2 separate regions of the Bombyx mori genome follow, and region 2 is linked to region 1. A link is a contact called in public Hi-C data. All regions are on one chromosome and are shown on one strand. Each heading gives the region's core, a stretch centred on a gene start, on an enhancer-like site or on the middle of the called end of the contact. The rest is flanking DNA. Distances are from core to core; before and after follow the strand shown.

Region 1 (2,700 bases), core at 88-2,587:
CTTGGACACGGCGGAGCACACGCTCGTCGCCTGCCCCGCATGGGAGGGGTGGCGCCGTGTCCTCGTCGCAAAAATAGGAAACGACTTGTCGTTGCCGAGTGTTGTGGCATCGATGCTCGGCCACGACGAGTCGTGGAAGGCGATGCTCAACTTCTGCGAATGCACCGTCTCGCAGAAGGAGGCGGCGGAGCGCGTGTGAGACGCGCAAGCCCGCCGCCGCGGCGCCGTCGAGCGGGGGCCAGGGAGGCGGATTTCGCCCAAGCCCTGGACCTCTAAGTGTTTCGGGTCCCCTTCATTTGTCGGTCTGGGGACCGGCGAAGGGGGCCTAAGAAGACGACGTGCAAGCTGCTCTGCACGCATTTTACGCAAGAGCATCCGGGTGATGGAAGGCCGGCTATCCTCGACCCACGCTGGTTCTGACCCAGCGGGGTATTCCGTAGGATAACCCATTCTAACCGGCGCCATCTAGGCGGGCTCCGGATAGCCTGCCGACCGAGAGGGCTGGTGGTCGTGGCGCCGACGACTGCTGGTCAGGCGTCCCGAGGGGGAGGGTGATGGGAGAGATGTGCACTAAACGCTTCACTTTCCCCCCTTTGCCTTTTCATGGGTTCTGTCTCATTCGAGGTTCGGACGCGGGTTGTTGAGCGACAGGAGGTTTTAGTCAGTTCGACTCCGACATGCCCCGCCCTCCATCCCCAGGGGAGGGCGGAAGTAAGGCGATTTCCTCCTGACCAAAAAAAAAAAAAAAATAGATTTTAGTTATATGTACATAGAACGAGGATTCAAATGTATATTCAAGTGTAAATATGAATTCTATTGATGGGCGTTAAAAACAAAAAATTAATGGTAAAACTTCGTATGTATATTTATTACTTTGTCTTTTTTAGACAGTAAATAGTTTATAAGATACCCAAAAATGGTATATGTTTCATTATATGATTAAAATTACAAATTTAAAATACATGAATCCGTAAGAGTATTTCAAATTTATTACAATAATTTTGATACAGTAAAAAATGAACTGTATAAATTTTACAAGATTCAAATGAACCAACAGTTAATTGTAATCAACTTTGAACGAAAAGTAAAATAATAATAATAATATGATTGCTCAAACAAACGATCATTTGCGAAGTTCAGGTTAGACACTATTAACATACTCTAAAGTGTCATATTTTAAAGGCAGCGAAAGCTTAACCTGCCCTTAATATCTCTTAAAATTATATAATTTGTATATTAAAAATCATAAACGACAAAATGTTGAACACATCTGTAGTTCGTGTTGCAACGGCCGTGGAAATAGTACCTGCAGGCTGCATCGTAGCGGTGCGCGATCCCTGCGCCAAGCTGCGTCCCGCGCAATGCGGAAACTAACATTTGCTGCCACAATCGAAATAATACACAGAAGTCTCACAAAACAATAGTGAATCTCATTAATTATACTTTCAACACTAACACGATCCGATATCATAATCAAAGATAATATATAGGCTTTAAGGACGTATCTTTCACCGTGAACTAGTATTTTATGTAGTTTTAAGGCCTTAGTTAAATGGAATATAATGCAAGCGATAATTATTACCATAAAGAACGAGACTGTACTTATTCATAACAACTGAGACATGGACAAATGTAATTCATGTTGTGATTTGTATAAGCTCTAGTCCATGTATTGATCAACTATAGTACAAATGAAAAAGAAGTACATTTACACCAAATTAATACCACTGTGAAAAGACAAAAAAATATACCTTCTGCATATCATGGTTTGTGATCACACACTGCGCTATCAACCACCGTTCGCACAGCTAGATAAACTCACTCGCATTGTTATTTTATGAATTTATCTAGTCAATTATTATGATAATCACATCTCGTTATTGCGAAGCGTGGAAAGTGGGCGTGAACCGTGAATGAACACATAATTAAATCTAAATGTTTACGGTTTAAGCAATTGCCATCTAAGTTATATTCTTACGGCCCATGTTACACTGAATACCCTCTTCTATAATTGCTATTCTCAGTGAACTGTTGTTGAAGAACAAAGAGTGGATCAATAGAACTTAAGCGTTCAATTTCAATATGGACAACGCTGTTCATTTTGTGCTTGGGCTTCTGTTTCGGTTGTAGATAAAAGTTGTTTAAGCACTCATTTTTATTATTATTAAATTTTCTTCCTATTCTAGTGATTTCGAGGGGTTATACTAAATTCACTGGGCGAGTAAGTGAGCTCACAGAGCTCTAATCTGTGGACGTTGTTTTTTTTTCCTACCTATGCTGATGGCCCTGAGAGGCTATTTCAGCTTCTCCTTGACGTGTAGGTGAGCTCACGGAGCTCATATTTGGTAAGTTGCTAGTACTGGCTCTAGCAAGGGCAGTGCTTCGCAGAATCTACCACTGGATCGGAAACGCGACCCACTGAGAAGATCCGGCGAGAAACTCAGTGGGCTGTGTCTATGGGTTAATTTACTCGTCGAGCCCTTCGTCGCAAGCGACGGGTTCGACGAGGACGGTGACCGGTGGACGTTGCTAACACTAGCCTTAGCAAGAACAATGCTTCGCAGAATCTACCACGGGATTGGAAACGCGGCTCGCGTGAAAACTGAGAAGATCCAACGAGAAACTCAGTGGGCATCACTAATGATAGAACGTAATGCAATCCCGCACGGGTATGTCACCAGGTATAACATCGTTACATCA
Region 2 (2,700 bases), core at 113-2,612, 34 kb after region 1:
ATCATTTTTCATAAAAATATGAATATAAATTAAAATAAGACATGACTTAAAGATCTCAGTAACCAGGTCATAAAATCCCTTAAAAAAATCAAATTGTTGCATTCTTTTTTTTTTTTTTTTTTTTTTTTTTTCCTACCTATGCTGATAGCCTTGAGAGGCTATTTCAGCTTCACCCTAACTTTGTAGGTGAGCTCGCGGGGCTCAACCGGAGAGTTGCTAACACTGACCCTAGCAAGAGCAGTGCTTCGCAGAATCTACCACCGGATCGGAAACGCGACCCACTGAGAAGATCCGGCGAGAAACTCAGTGGGCTGTGTCTATGGGTTAGTTCGCTCGTCGAGCCCTTCGTCGCAAGCGACGGGTTCGACGAGGACGGTGACCGGTGCTTGTGGTGCCTAAGAGCACCGTTAATGGATCAGGAGGATCCGTAATGACGTGCTTTGGGCGACGTCGACGGTTTACCATTCGGTCTACTGGGTCGGGTATGTAATTTCCAGCGGCTACGATGAGAGGGTTCTCATGTCGTGCCGCCTTCTCAAAATGGCGCAGCGATGCCGACTGTAGATACTTACTGACAGAGTCAAGCTCCAGGTCATCGTGGAGATCCACGTTCCTCAGGAACCATGGTGCTCCGACGGCTATCCTGCAGAATCGGGATTGAATAACCTGAAGGGGCTTCAAGTTGGTGCGGGCTGCGTGAGCGAACACTACGCTTGCATACGTCATAACGGGGCGTATGCAAGTTTTGTAGAGAGTTACCTTATTACGGAGGGACAGTTTGCTTCGCTTGCAAAGCATAGGGTAGAGACGTCCTAATATGAAGGCGGCACGGTCGCGTACCGTTTTAATATGGGGACGGAATGTCATCCCTCTGTCGAGGGTGACGCCTAGGTATTTGACCTGCGAGGCCCACGGTATGGGCTGGCCAAAGAGAGTGACGGGGCTAACGGCGGAGGTGTTTGCGCGCCTATTAGGGAGTGGGATGCTCGAAGTGGTATTCGGAGGGCGACCCCTTTTGAAGAGCACCGCTGTGCTTTTCGTGGGGTTGATGTCGATGCGCCACTTCCGGAACCACTGTCCCATGGTGGCTACTGCGATCTGGAGTCGCCGATGAAGCAGCGACATCTTCCTACACGAGTAGTAGATAGCCGTGTCATCGGCGAAGAGCGCTAGATGGGTCTCCGGAGACCGGGGTATATCATTGATGTTGCATTCATAAACACATAATACAAAACAATTGTCACTTTACTCCAACGAAAAATCGATTATGTTATAACCATAATTATGAATGTTTATATATGTATGTATATTGGCCAGATTGATAAACGTTATTTGTCACTTTTTCTAGATCACCTTGGCTCCAGATGGGAAAAATTGTGAGGTTCGACCATGGCATTGGGCAAGGGCGGGCTGGTGCGGTGCGGGGGGCCTGTCGTTGTCTCGCTCGCTCGCAGCAGTTCATTCACCCGGAGCACGGAAGAGCAGCGCTGTGGAGCGCGGGCGCAGGTAACGCCGCAGCGGACGCTGTGCACGGATAGCCGCGCAGGAAGGACGTCTCCGACCATGAACCGAGCTATATTTTATCAGTTATCCGGAGGTGTCGGTGCGCCACGCAGTGTCGCAGAACGCTCCAACATGACCCTCTAATCGCGATATCATTAGTGTTACGTTTGCATTTATCTAGACTGAAAGCAACTTAGATCTCAACATAAGACTTATTTTTACTATTTTGCCTTAATTTTAAGTGACCTTTTAAGTGACGTGTGGATTTAAATTTAAGTGCTGTGAAAAACTAAGATTTTCCACTAGGATTTCACGATTTGGATTTTTCTTCGAATTTTCATCGATTTTTTTTTCTACTCAATGGTTTGTATATTTTTTTTGTTAATACTTTAGTTATATTTTTATATTAAATATTTTATTGTATATAATCCTGTAAAGATTACAAATAAATTACAATGAAAAGACTTCAACGCGTGCTGAAGACTCATTTGGTTTTAAGATTGCGCATATATTGGCGGTTTCTTTAGCTATCTAATGTATTTATATTTTAATGTTTTAAATCTTCAATAAGCTATAGTCATAAAGATACTTGATAAAGCTGTATTTCCAGACAGTGGGTGGATTATTTTTAAGATAAAATTCAAATGATATTTTGTTCTTAAGTTAAACTTAAATTCTAATCTACTAACAATAATACTAGTTATTATGACTTCACAATAGTCTTTAAGGAAAACAAAATCATTCTTTTGAATTTTGTTGATTCCATTTTGCACATTAGTACTAATTCATACTTATATAGTATGGATAAAGTAAATCATGATATTGTTTGGAATTAAACATTTCGACAACTAATTTTTAATTTAGAATTAGTGGTCCAAATTATAAGTAATTACTTTATCGTCTTATCATTTTACATAATTTAAAATCTTCTATTTCAAGAATACATTCTAAGACTAGTACTTTTATGTAACACTAGTGTTAGAATGTACCCATTATTTTTATTTATCACGAAAATAATTGAAATTTATTTTAGACTATAAATATATTCAAATGCGTTAAGCACTGATAAACCAACAATCCATTGAATTAATATTGATTAAATTTTCATGAAATTTCCCTACAAATCTGTTAAACGCGACCTCTATACTAAACAACCTATACTCTCGCTTGATTCCTCTCCAGCTTGCTGTTGAAAAC

The links. A called contact is a pair of places that touch in the nucleus more often than the background predicts.
Region 2: a contact with region 1 is called in a Hi-C map of posterior silk gland, with 2.3 times the contacts expected there. The contact joins the promoter of LOC101746019 here to the enhancer-like site in region 1. A contact is called at or near these places in 2 of 7 Hi-C or Micro-C datasets (posterior silk gland and whole pupa).

Annotation. Positions count from the first base shown.
Region 1 is chr22:8,793,319-8,796,018 of ASM3026992v2, forward strand. No RefSeq gene overlaps it. Among protein-coding and RNA genes, the nearest start is that of LOC134200980, 20 kb to the left of the region's middle. Within about 2 kb of position 1,338, at least 2 of the 8 cell types and tissues checked have open chromatin away from gene starts, as enhancers often do.
Region 2 is chr22:8,826,867-8,829,566 of ASM3026992v2, forward strand. LOC101746019 (PR domain zinc finger protein 1) reads left to right here and starts at 1,363. Exons shown (of 8, transcript XM_062674951.1): 1 at 1,363-1,866.